Regions from separate parts of the Mus musculus genome. Here region 2 is linked to region 1. A link is a contact called in public Hi-C data. All regions are on one chromosome and are shown on one strand. Each heading gives the region's core, a stretch centred on a gene start, on an enhancer-like site or on the middle of the called end of the contact. The rest is flanking DNA. Distances are from core to core; before and after follow the strand shown. Region 1 holds the start of Pgap1 (post-GPI attachment to proteins 1). Region 2 overlaps Ankrd44 (ankyrin repeat domain 44).

Region 1 (7,005 bases), core at 2,907-5,406:
TCATATGGACAATTTAAGCAAACTCTCTCCTAAAAAAGACATTCCGCGACAGTGACCTCTGCATTAACTAGTACTCCCATGAGGCAACTCTGCAGTCCGTACTGCCTTGACTGCAACTCAGAAGAGGCTGCTCTCATTGTCAGTATACACCTTTCCCAAAAGACAAGCGTTCTAACAACCCCCTCATCTGCTAGAGAACACTGACTTAAGAAAGCAAAGGTCTTATTTTGTGATGTCTGTGTGTGTGTGTGTGTGTGTGTGTGTGTGTGTGTTCTTGCGTGCGTGTGTATATATAACATATATCTTTCTCTTGTAAATGAAAACTATGAAAGTTTGCTATCTATGGTTTAACAAAAAGAAAACAAAATTATCAAATAAATGCAGACATTTTAAAGTTCTTAGTAGGAGCTCTCAGCCCTTGACTGAGGCTACTCCCAAGAGTAGGCCTAAGGACTCCTGCTTGGTTAAAACAGGAAAAACCCACCTAGACATAATTTAACCTATCAGACAGGCCTTTCTTCTTGTCATAAATCCTCTGCTACAATCCAGTTCATGCTGCTACCAAACCATCTAGCTAAACACATCCTCATGTATTTCCATACTGTATACATAAATTAAATAGACTTTAGAGAGGGTAGCTTTTAAATTTTGATTCCAAAATCTACCTCACTCTTATAATTTACAAATGCCATGTTTTAAATTTTGTGTTTAATGTATTTAAATTTTTTTCAACTTCATAAGGACAGGAATTGAAAAGAAGGTCTCTTACCATGGTCCAGAGCTGGTCAGTTCCCCATCCAGATGACAACGGATGTTAACCACCTTATATGTGCTGCCAAGTATAATTTGGATGTACACAGGCTGATACATTTATAGATTATTTCCTCCTTATCAATAGTAATATGTTATAAAAGCTGATCAGACAGCATGCCCCAGCATCTTCCCTCCTTCATATGTGCTAGCCAAAGGACTTGCATGCCCGTGCTCAGCTCTCCTGATCCCTCACGTCAGCGGGGTTTTATTATTAATCATTCCATTCGTTTGCATCTCAAATGTTATATTTTTTATTTTTTGTATTTTGCCTGTGGAGCCAGAAGAGAGGGTGTCTGGTTGGAACTGGAGTTAAGAGTGGTTGTAAACCACCAGTTAGGTGCTGGAAACTGAACCCAGGCTCCATGCAAGAGCAGCAAGTGCTCTTTACCTCTGAGCCAGGACAGACTTGCATATTCTTTCTTCTCTGAAGAGCCTTGTACACAGTCTCTTGCTACATTATAATTGATTTTTATATCTTTGTCTCTCTTCTTGTTAAAATATATATACTAAAGGCCTAGGGGCCTTTTATCACTAACATCCTCTCATGCCAAATAGACCTAGTCATTCAGTAAGTGACTGTCTAAATAAACATCAGCATGCTTTATGATAAAGTATGGTTTATATTTGCAGCATCAACATCTCCTTTCAGAGAGCAAGCATTAGGTCACACACATGAACAGACCCAAATGAGCGCATGAGAGAAAACAACTTAGGTGTTTCTGCTCAAATTTTACAATTTATGTGCAGCTGAACAACCGTTTGGCCCTACTGGCATCATAGAGCAAGAAGCTATAAACGATATGGTAGACTGAAGAGCCATCAAATAAAGTTAACTCCACATAAGTGCATCCAAGAAACTACAGGCAAAGGATGAATAGAGATAATAAGCCATTTTAAATTCAAAATTTCATTTTTGCAAAGAGCTTCAAATTCCTGTCACTTTAAAAAAAAAAAGAGGATGTTTATCTTTTTTTGCTGACTAGCTAAGAAAGGCACAAATAAGCAACTTTTTTTTAAATTAGATATTTTCTTTATTTACATTTCAAATGTTATCCCCTGGCTTCCCCTGCGAAAACCCCCTATCCCCTTCCCCCATCCCTGCTCACCAACCCATTCACTCCCTGCTTTTTCCTGGCCCTGGCATTCCCAAATAAGCAACTTTTAAAAAGAGAAAAGAAAAAGGCCTCAAGAAGGATGAGATATCAAGAGGAGGTCATGCCACCTGCTGGACACCAACCTGCAAACAATTAGAAAGCTTCAGAAATGCTAATCTAGAAGGCAAGAGATAAGCTATCTTTAGTACAGCTTTACTCATAAGAAAGCCACTTGGCTCTTAAAAATCTCAATATTTATTCAAAAGGGCTCATTTCTATAGGTAGGCCTTAATTCTGTTTGTAAAATAACATAATTCATTCAAAGTCTGCTAAAAATGTGTACTAAAACTTCCACCACTATGATTATTACTGTGCACACAAATTATTAAGTGTCAAACTCCAAAACAGCAATTTGTACCAAAATAACTACATACCGACAAAAAAAGCCCACTAGCTCTTTTGTCTCAATGACACTAATTTTCTCTTTCTAGTCAATTTCATGAGGCACAAGGCCCATCTGTGAGATCCATATGCTTTGTTCTGAACATGGAGGCAATTTCTACTACTGCAAATATTAAAACAGACCAAATAATTGTGGGAAATCTAAAAATAAATGGAAACTATTGTTCCAAAATGATTTTATTGTAACCACTGAATACAGTACTACACTAAAGCGACCTGCTTCAATATTACCGAGTTTTCAAATTATTAAATCATAGGCAATGAAAGAGAACTAAAATAAACTCTATTTTCAGTTTTTAAAAAAACCCTAAAGTTCTTATTTTTAACTATTAAGATTCTAATGAACATAAGCCAACATCATATCAGTTCATTAGCTTTGGAATTAACACTAACTTGTTAAAAATCTCCAAAAGCATCTGAAATGCAGTGTTCACTTTCCCTCATAACCACTGATGCAAAATCAAGGTAGGAACTCATCTACTAGAAAATATCCATGGGAAAGGATGCTTGCTCCTCAGCAACTTAAACTTCAGTTTTTAAATGTAAATAAGAGAGCATCAAACAGGCTCCCTCTATAAGGACCTGTACACAGACTCAATCCTGATTTTCATTCTTTATCGACAGAAAAAAAAATCTGCTATGATCCTAAAAGTATACTAAGAATGCACCTTATCAAAATGTATTATGCATATTTTATAGGAGTTATTATAATAGATATTCCAAAATTTAGATTCATTTAGAAATCTCAAGAAAAATATCACCAAAGGGAATTTCTCCTGACAGCTGTGTAATTTGTTATCATCTCTTTCTACTGCTGGTCATGAATGAAATTTTAGATTCTACTACGCGGAACAAATGAAGCAATTAATGAAAGCATTCAAATTAGAACAGAGGAGGTGGGGGGGGGCGATGAAAGAGGAGGCAGATCCTGTTAAACCCAGTGAGAAGACAAAATAACACCAGAATGTACATGCAACCGATTATAACAGATATCGTAATCGATTATGCAGGTCACTGACTGTTCAGAGGCATGCGAAAACACAGGTACGCACACTCACACACCCACGGACTCAAAACCTACAGAACAGGTGGATCGGCAAAATTCTCCACCGGAGGAAAACTAGATAGTTTTCAGTTTAATTATTAATCAGGCCAGTCTGTCACTTCACCCAGAGGTAAAACCTCAGAGCCTCTTTTTTAAATCAGCTTTGGCAACTCTGCAAGACGCTGCTTCTTTCCAGAAAAGCGAAATCTGACGCACGCCCATCACTGGGCGCGAAGAGAAATCATCTCCTTGCAAGCAAAGGAGGGTCCGGGAAGTATAAGGATTGGGGAGAGGGACCAGAGCTGGCTCTCTGGCGGTCAGAAGTCGGGGTCCGGAGTCTGGGTGGGGGACGAGGGGTCGCGGAGGCGAGGATGCCCTGCCCAGCACGAAGCAGGAGACTTCGAGTGCCAGGAGAGCTCCGAGTCGGAGCGTTCCATCTGAGCCCGAGAGAAGCCCGGGAGGTGTGGGCGCGCAGGTAAGGGAGGGCCGTACCTGGTACTCGGGGTACTCGAACATGTAGCTCATGCTGCACTTGTTTTCCTCGAAGCCGAAGAAGACATCCCACAGCCCCAGGGTCGCCAGAAACACCATGAAGACATAGAACGCCAGATTCCAGAGGTTGACTGAGTGGAGAAACATGGTGCAGACGAGCGCCTCTACACCAGGAGAAGCTCGGCAGCCTAGACAGAGCGAGGGAAAGACTCCGGTGCCAAGCCGTGCCCAGCTGAGCAGCGCGCGCCTGCGCGGAGCCCGCCAGCACCCCCTCCCCTTCGCCTGCCGCTCAGCGCGCCTGCGCAACTGCGAGCAGCCGGCCCGCGGTGCCGCCCACGGAGGAGGGGGCTGTGGGCGTTTGCAGCGTGAGCGAGATTGTGTGCCTAAAAAATGGAATGAGAAAGCGGAGTGGGCTGGGCTGGAGGGCATGGAGAGAAAAGGGAGGGGGCGAGAGGGGCGGGGGGACGGGGAGTGGAGGAAGAAAGGGAGAGGGGGATGGGAGCGCGGGATCCCAGAGGCAGGAGAGGGAATGGCCGGGTGGGTACCGCAGGAATTGGCCAGGGGCAAGGATAACGCCCTAGAGTCCAGAGACTGTTAGAGATTCAGAGCTAACTGGCCAAGAGAGGCGGCACATCAAAGGCGTGTCAGGTGGCTGTCACGCACACCTTCCCCTGCAACAGTTTCAAACCCCATCCTGTTCAATTTTGAACCATCTCGGGCCTCCGCAATTTCGCTTCAAGGACCAACTAGCTTGATTCCAGAAGAGACAAATGGCTTTCCCCCTTCCTCTTAGACCACCGACTTGGGCCCTGTAGGTAGTAACAACACCTGCTCATTGAAACAAAACACACGACAGTCAAAGGAAATCCTGTTCTTGGTGGAAGCCTTAATCAGACGAAGTCTAAAAAAAAAAAAAACAATATAAAAATACCTACCAACATGATGTTCCCAGTTGGTACCTGCAGGACCAGGTCGGCACTGACTTGAGGTGCTCTCCAAGTCCCCCATGTCTCTGGGGACTGGTTCCACAATGACGTTAGAAGAGAATTTTGCTCAAGCTTCCACTCTTTCTCATAACTTAGTTCATTTTGAAGAATTTCCATTTGTCTTTACACAAAGGAAGGGGTTTTAAAAAAGCAAATTAAACCCATTGATAATACTTGTAACAGCTTCGAAACGCTGAAATGTTATGAGGTGTCAGCCCTTAAAGCTAACCAGACAGCAGATGAGTTTTGTGTGTGTGTGTGTGTGTGTGTGTGTGTGTGCGTGTGTGTGTGCACGTGCGTGCGTGCTGCTAACTTCAGAATTTTACTTAGAATGATCTTTGGCACTGACTCAATTTTATTTTATTAGATTAATTTTCTAGCAAATATTTTGAGGAAAGCTGGATAGGATGCATGAAATCAAAGAATTTCAAGACCGAAAAGGAAGCTAATTGTTTATCTTATACAAAACCCTGCTATTCACATCAAGAAGCTACAATCCAAAGGTAAAAGGGTAACAATTTTTTTAACCCTAGACAGAAACACTTGGATATCTAAGCAAATACACCTAGCTACAAGATACGGACTATTTGTAAAGAGAGGACTGGGAAAATGGACTGGTGAGCTGCTTTGAGGTATGGAGGTAGATTTGGAAGGGCCAGGAAAGTCTGGGTAATACTGAGTAGCAGGGCAATAGTTAGCTAATAAGCATTTAAGGCATACCATGTATGTTTTGGATGTTGTGGTGTGCCCCTTGGTATAGGAGTTATTTGTCCTATGCTGTGATGATACCCTGGGACAAACAACTTAAGGAAAGGTTTGTTTTGGCTCACAATTCCAACATATCGTCCATTGTGGCAGGGTATTTATGGCAGCAGAGCCTGAGGCAGCAGGTCAGTTTTCAGCTGTAGACAGGAAGCAAAGAGAGGTGCATGTTAGGGCTCAGCTCCCTCTTTCCATTTTTATCTGGTTTGGAAGTTAGGGTGAGTTTTTTTTCTATTTTAGTTAACTTAATCTAGAAAATCACTCCCAGACATGTCTCCAGATTTGTCTCCAAGGTCTTTGTAAATCCCATTCAGTTGACAAAATTAACCTTCTTCACAACTCTACCCCTTGTCAACCTGACAGTCAGTGTTACTATTAAACAATTACCTTCTAGGATCCTAGCCATCTCATGATACAGATACATTTAGTACAACTTCAAAAGTCCCCATAATCTTTGACAATCCCAATGCTAGTGAAAAGTATGTTAGAACTAGATACTAGAAGACACTGGATTCCCCCTGGAAGTGGAGTTCTACTGGAGTTATAGACCATTTTGAACTGTCGCAGACGTGCTAGGAACCAAACACAGAGCCTCTGTAAGAGAAGCAAAGTGTTCTTAAGCAAGTCAGCTCTCCAGCCTCATAGCCTCTCTCTTGAGTCAACTCCACACCATGCATGCATCCTCGGCAGACATCTCATAATTCTGACATCTCCAACATCCTTGGGTCTCCACTGCAAGCTGGGTTTTGCTTTCATAGCTTCATACAGTAGCCTCTCGGGGACTCCAGTCCTGCCATATTGCCTAGGCTCAGTTGTTCTCTGAAACTGTGGTATAAGACTACATGATTTCCTTAATCTTGCATCTTACATGCTTACCCAACTAGTATCATATAGACGGCACTTCTAAGTTCTACTGCCAGCTCAGGATGGAGACTTGTCTCCTGGGACCTGCTACTGCCGCCTACACTTGCTAACCATAGGGAAATAAGTTCCTTAGGCAGGCACTTTCCAGAGCATTCTCAGAAACAAGGCACTCTTCCAGCAGCATTCTCAGCTTTCAAATGAAATTGTATTTTCAAAAGCTGAAACCTTTGATGGGTACGGTCTTACCCTCATGGCATTTGTCCCAGTGAAGAGCAGACTATTTCTCTTGAACAACTAAACTTGCTTTTAATGTGTGCATTGACTGCAATTTAAAATTATCCAGTCTCTTTTTCTTGACAAACTATACACTTAAAAAAAAAAGAAAAGAAAAGAAAGAAGGAAGGAAGGAAGGAAGGAAGGAAGAAAGAAAGAAAGAAAGAAAGAAAGAAAGAAAGAAAGAAAGAAAGAAAGAAAGAAAGAAAAGGAA
Region 2 (7,005 bases), core at 1,878-4,377, 270 kb after region 1:
AGTGTGTTGCCAGGGCTGCTGGGTAACTGAACAGTGAGAATGAATGTGAGCACAACCATGTCATTGCACACACCATCTCTTGAACCTATGACACAGGCAGGCACAATTAACTGACTCAGAAAGAAGACTAAAGTGGTCAGGGACAAAGAGAGGACTGTGGGAGTTGAGAGAACTCCCTTTTCTGGGTCAGGAGGAGGTAATAAAGACATCAGAAGGAAGAATTAGGGTAACTTACTGGAGACATTAGTAGGGATAGAGGGGAGATAAGGCTGGAACATAGAGAAGTCAACACAGGAGGAGAAAAGCATAATTGGGCAACTCAATCTAGATGAAGTGTAGAGTCCATGAATAGTAAGCGGAGGCAATCAAGTTTGGAGAAGCACAGAGAGGCCAATCCAAACAGCATTGTTTTCTCTGCAATGATCAACTAACCAAAGGGTGGTGTGCAGCAAAGAACCCATGGCCCATCAAATGAAACGTAAATCAAGGTGAAAATGTCAGAGCTGAAAAATGAAAGCAATGAGGCATACTCCAAGAGTAAAGCACGTGTCCACAGCCTGATCCCAGCATAATGATTCATTGGGGTCAGCTAGGAAAGCAGAGGGTGAGAAGGAGAGGTGGCCGGTATCGCCTTCCAGGTCACTTCCTTCCTTGGCATACATATATCATCAGCTTCACCCGCTTCCTAAACTACTGAGCTCTAAGCACTGGGTGTCTTCCCTCCTCACACCCTTTGTTAACCTCACTTTCTCTCGACCTCTGCTTCTTAACCATTGGGTCATGAAAAAACTGGCAATCCTCACAAGTGTCTGAATGTGGAACGATCAAATTTCAGTTCAAAATCAAACACATAAGGAACCCCGGTGTTTCCATCCAGCTGGCCCATGCTGTTCCTCGGGACTTCACTGTGCCTTTGTGAACATAAGACATGCATGCAACACTGCGCACGCCATCGGGCCACACCCCAACAAGTCGTTCCTGCAATGCTCAGCTTCATTCAAGACTGCTGTATGTTGAAATCCGTGGTTTTACTGCACAAAGTTTTTGTTTGTTTAGAAATTTTGTGATTTAGTGGTGGAAAACAAAGAATTTTATTATTTCCCTACTATCATTCCTTAGCATGTATATATCAAATTAGTATTATCTTTGGGTCTCATTGTGTTGGAATATTTTATTTTAAAATTGTTCTTTAAGAGCATGGGAGATGGCTCAGGTGGTAAATATTACTTGCCTGATAAGCATGGGGACCCGAGTCCAGTCACCAGAACCCAGGAAAACGAGTGAGGTGTCCATACCTGCTCACAAACCCATGTACGCACACACAGAGGTACACACAAAACTGTTGCTTGAACTGATGGTTTGAATTTCGTAAGAAAAACTGTTCAATTTGGATAATAATGGCATTTCCAACAATTTTTTGAAAAGTCCTAAACATACACATGCCATTTTATTCCATGCATGTATTCACCACACTGACAATTATAAAAACTAAAAGACACGGAAGATACTCTACCCTGCAGCATCAAATATTCATCCAAGATTCGATCCTTTATGTAAAAATTTTAAAGTCCATCAAGAGGCTGGATAGATGCCTTAGAGGTTAAAGCATTCACTGCTCTTGCAGAGGGCCCATGGTCCATTCCTAGCAGCCACCTTGATTGACTGACACACAGTCAGCTGCAGATGTAGCTACGAAGAACCCAATGCCTCTGTGGGCACACACCTGCACACACATGTACCTACCCACACAGACACACACATATCTAATGCAAAATTGAAACGTTTTAGAAGTATATCGATCTCATTAATATACAAATTGGCCTTAATCTTTAATAAGCAATAAAAGTAAATGTATACCAAAAAGGAGTTGTTTTAAAAGAAATTTATTGCCAATAAATGTTTGGTTTTTATCAAACCTATTTTATATGCCTTTATACCCAAGGTTACATAAAAAAAATGTCTTGCACAGAGTGTGTGTCACGTGGAAAATGATTAAGGAGCCTTGCTCCAAATGACCTACATTGGCAGTGAGAGATTGGTTCAACACAGCCTACAGGCCTGTGAGAGTGGGATTCAAGATCTCCTTTACACACATGGCAGGGGGAGTCGGGGAGGAAGGGAGTCTTGGGAGCTGTGGGTGGAACAAAAAGAGCAATGAGCCTCCAAAATGTGAAAGATCCCACTGAGTACCTCGGGCCTGGTCTCTCTACTGATATACTCAGTCATCAGCAACTTCAAGTCCTCCTTCGCTGCCTTTTCTGCTGCATATCCCCTGCAGATACAGGGTGACTCCTCCCTTCACCTCCCTTAGCCTCCCGTGCTTATTATCACAGTTCAGACCCTGCAGACTGGCCTCCAGCAAACCCTGGAAAGTGACTTCTCATTTCTTGATTTCACTTTGTGAGCTCCACAGTGGAGCCCACTGTCTTGCCACTGCTGTGTCTCTCATGCTTAGCACAGAGTTGCGACACAGTAAATAACTGAAGTGTGAAAAAGATGGCCAAAACACAACTTAGTGGAATCACTTTAACTCCCTGGAAGCTTGTAAGATCAAAGTTGATTGTGCTGACTTTTCAGGGGCGCAGTAGCACAGTGATAGCCCCTCCCCCAGAGTTAGGTGTGGCTATATGACAGGTCACCAAAATGGAGGATGAGCAGAAGGGATATACACACTCCACACTGACCCAGGAAAACCTTCCCATGCTTCCCCTCTAGGTTTATTGTTCTTTCTTCAGCCAGACTGAAGATGACCCTCACAGTGACCTTAGAAAACCTCACATTCATACCTCAGACCCCACGTAAAAAGGGGACACTCTTCCCATGTGTTGCTGAGAGAACTAAGCTCCGGATTTCAAACATTCATTAGTCATCTATGTGTTACAGAGCTAAGCCTAGGTAGCCAATCAGCAACGGGTTGTTACTTTTCCAAAAAGAAAGAAAGGTCATTCAAAGGTCAGTACAATTTCCCGAGATGTAGATGATTAAAAGTTCTGTTTGTTTGTAACTATTAGGAAAAGATAGTAACCTTGCCTTAGGCTTGCCAGGGCTTGGCCCACAGCCACCAAATAGTCTAGGCAAATTCCTGTGATGTCAAAGCTCTTGACAGTGAACTTGCTTCATAGCCTCCACCCCACAGGTCCTGGACCAGTGCCCAGCTGCCTCTGCAAGGCCTCTGTCCCTGACTTCATCCTGGCTTACCTTGCAAAAACACATCTCAAAACATTGCCCTGTTGTTCTTACTGCCAGCTGAGGAGAAGCTGCCAAAAGGCTTTTGAGAAAGCCACACCAATCTGGACAGCCTCAGACAAAGGCTGCTCCAAAGGACCTGTCTTGGAAGGGAGCCGCCCGCCAGCAGACCTGAGAGAGATACCTCCTCAAAGGCAGGTTATCACCCCAGGGAAAAGATCTGCTTACACTGAAGATGGACGACTCGCCCTGTCTTTTCTACTGAACACTAAACTGTAAAGAGGACTCTTCTCCCTAAGGGACCTGAGGACTTTGATAATCAGATTGTGTTAAGTGAATTAGCAGCACACCCTGCACCTAATCGCTTGTTCAGCCTGACTCTAAGAAACTATCAAAAGGGTCACTTCTTGGCCAATGCTTGTGCCCTTTGGTGCAAGTGACTGATCTGTTTGGAAATGTCCCAGATACAGTCTATGTGTAGATCTTTTGATAGATGTGCCATAGGTCCTTTTAGGAATTCAGTGAAATACCTTGACCCTTTTCTCAGCAAAATATGCAAGATGCTGAAGCACACACAAGGTTTCAACAACTTCAAAGAGCACGGGAGTAAGAGCTGCAGAGAGTTCAATGGTTCATCCCAGGGTCATGGACTCCCTAGGGCAAGAACCAGCAGACTTTTCCTACAAAGGGCAGGGTTTGAGTGGCCCTGGCTCAGTCCAGACCCCGGGCTCAGCAAGGCAGTGTGAGAGCAGCAGAGACAATGTGTGCAAGATGGACAGCCACACTCCAACAAAACTGCCGCTGGACACTTGTTTCAACTTCCTAGCAACCATGCATGTCTAAAAATGCTATTCTCCTCATCTTTCTTCAATCACTGGGAAAAAAACAAAAAGTTTTCATATCTGGTGGTCCACAGGCCCAGGTTGCCAAATTTCACCAGAGCCAAGGTACATTACATCAAGAAAGAAAAATGGTATAGCTTCACTATCATTGCCTTCTTAATAGGGGCCGGCATCCTTCCTTTGTGGATATACAGAGCAAACCACGGGAGTAGTGGCAGTCGGTGTGACACTGTCACCAGGAGACATCACAGCTATGCAAGAGGTAGTGGCAGGTCATTCAAAACGCAATGCTCGCTGCCAGATGCGTCGCTGTATCTTAATGGGTCATAGACAGGATATAAAGTAGGGGTTTCCCCCTTCTGGTTTCAACTCATAGTTTCTGCTTTTCCTGTGATGAATGAGTGTGATTGACAGGGAAAGCATAAGACCCTAAATGAAACTCCATGGCCTCAAGACGGTCACTGCAACTGTATAAACACTCACTGAGATAGAGTTTGGGGCCTTGAAACACTGTGTGATGTTTTAATTTATGAGTTGATTAGAATAAGGTCAATTTTGATAAGCATACAGATTACTGCATCCTAAATTTGATTTTTTTTTCTCTGTTTTGCAGTGTTGGGGGGTCTAACACAGGCCTTTTGCGTGCTAGGTAAGCACTCTCCCCTGGAGTGACATCTTCAGTCCCTTGATCTTTAAATTTTTTTTACAACTATATTTCAACATAATTGATTTAGTCTAACCCTAGAGTTTCACTCCATGGGTTTTGTTTTTTTTTTTTTTGAAACAATAGTCTAAAAAGCAGCCCTGAGCTCTCACAATTTTCTACAGGGGTTCACAGCACAGAAAATGTCAAGAGGCCTTGCTTGCCCCACAGGAGGACCCATACAACAACCACAGTCTCTCACCAGTGCGTTTACGTCTTCAGTCTTATGGATGAGCATGCGAATCTCCTCTGGGTCGCCACTGAAGATTGCCTGGACCAGTGGTGGCTGCAAAACCAAGAAACTGAGTATTAGGACTATAACTAATATACATACCTGCGTTTGCATGCAGACAGCAACAAGGATATTTGTTCCCTCTAAGTTTATTAAGAATTATCAATGAGCAGGCAGAAATAAATAAGACTCCACCTACACGCACAAAGTATCTGAGACCTTAAAGACCTTGTCAAGAATATGACCAAACACAGGTCTCTATATTCAGACCCTATTAAGGACTAACCCTTGTCACTGCCAATTCAGATGTTGAAGTCACTGAAGACTATGCCTTTGCGGGCTGTTGGAAGGTTCTAGCAGAGGATCACAGATGCTCTGTACCTTGACAAAAGACTGGTCCTCTACTCAGGGAAGGGCATCTTCTTTCAAACAAATGTACAGCTATGGGAGGGATAGAGATTGCCCTCACATCCAAGACAAGCCCTTTGTGGAGGATATTATGACCTAAACACTTGTGGATCAATCTTCAAAACACCTTGCAGTTGTTCCCAAATACTTCCATAGCTTTAGCCAGTGGGCACTGGCTGTCTTACAATGATTATATAACTACTAGTTTAAAATAAGATATAACAAGGGCTAGAGAATGGGGGTTTGGAAGAGCAGAGAAGAATCCATTATATAGAAGAAGGAACTATAAAGTGTGACCCAACTGCAAGGACAGTGAGCTCTGTGGGATAAGAGGAAGGAAGGCACCTCAATGACCGAGTGTGGGTTTCTAGATGGAGACAGAAGGGCAGCCCATCCTAAAGAGAAGGTATGCACGGAGTGGATGTGCAGAGAACCTGCCAGAAACCATCACTGGGGTGAGTGATAACTGTGGGAACGTGCTGGGTTCAGGGGCTGACGCTTGACTTGCCCCACATGGTAAAAGATCTTCTTCACAGCCAACTCCACCATTTTCACTTCCCTGATGGAATCTGAGTCTAAGCATGGCCATCGCTGGCCACGCCCCTCATAAGATGGTGATTAATAGGGCCAAATGGCATAGTGAGAAATTTTTATGTGACCATTCAACTCTACTCAAATAATGTTTTCATTAAAAAAATGGTTAATGCTATCAATATGGAATATTTGGCCTCTTTTCCCCCTAAATTTCAAATCTTGGCAACTACATATATGTATTTGCTTACAACTTCTGTAAATGTCTTAGTCCTAACAGACAGCTGGATGATGGCAGTGCCCCAAGTTTGACTCAGCATAAGAATCATCCGAGCTGCTTATTCACATAAGATCCCTACGTCTCTTTCCTGAGAATCCTGATTACGTTTATCTAGAGAATGGGACTGTGAGTGTGGAATCGAATAAGTCAACACCTAACTCTTTGGAGCTAGAAGCAAACACTAACCTCAAGTGGCTCTACAAAGAGATCCTCCCCATGCCTGCTAACCAAGTCCCCAGCAGAACCACGCCAATCTTTTCACACTGTTCTGTCTGCTGAGCTTTTAGCAAAATGGTGTTGGGTGAGTTTCTGCCTAAATGAACCTTGGTGGAGAAAAAAAAAAAAAAACCAACAGCCATAAGGCAACATGTAGAGACAGAGTCAGAGTCTGGCAGACTGTAGTGTTAAATCAACAGAGGAACAGAGGTCGTATGACAGCTGACAGACTCAGAGTCTGAGGTGTGAGGCCAGCCCAGGCATCACCGAGCCAATGGTCAGTCACTGAACAAGAACACAGTGATCCGCACAGGGCCTCTCTCATGAGCACAAGGAATGCAGACACTCTGTAGGACGCATTAAGTCCTCAGTCTCCTCAGGCGAGGCAAACCTCCCAAGCAATGGCTGGAATGTCCCCAAGGAGAGGCTCCCTGACACAGCTGCCAGGGAAGGGTGCCAGAGTGGTTTCTAAGCACATGGAGGTGTATCTAGCTTCCCAAAGGCCCCGGGCCTAGCTCTGCTCAGAGCTGCTTCCCATACCACATGGTCAGACGCAGATTCCCTGGCTTCCATGGGAGGAAGCTGAACTTTTGAGTGTCTTCCGATG

Evidence for each region. A called contact is a pair of places that touch in the nucleus more often than the background predicts.
Region 2: a contact with region 1 is called in a Hi-C map of Sertoli cells, with 3 times the contacts expected there. The contact joins the enhancer-like site here to the promoter of Pgap1 in region 1. A contact is called at or near these places in 2 of 39 promoter capture datasets (liver and pre-B cells), 2 of 484 Hi-C or Micro-C datasets (Sertoli cells and bone marrow-derived macrophages) and 3 of 115 datasets of contacts at active chromatin or transcription factors (embryonic hindbrain, forebrain and microglia).

Annotation. Positions count from the first base shown.
Region 1 is chr1:54,553,528-54,560,532 of GRCm38.p6, forward strand. Pgap1 (post-GPI attachment to proteins 1) reads right to left here and starts at 4,157. Exons shown (of 27, transcript NM_001163314.2): 1 at 3,907-4,157. The coding sequence starts at 4,053.
Region 2 is chr1:54,823,679-54,830,683 of GRCm38.p6, forward strand. It overlaps Ankrd44 (ankyrin repeat domain 44), which reads right to left. Exons shown (of 28, transcript NM_001081433.3): 2 at 4,934-5,017. Among named protein-coding and RNA genes, the nearest start is that of Ankrd44, 99 kb to the right of the region's middle. Within about 2 kb of position 3,128, at least 68 of the 459 cell types and tissues checked have an H3K27ac peak or open chromatin away from gene starts, as enhancers often do. A contact at or near this core is called in Sertoli cells, where this site is marked.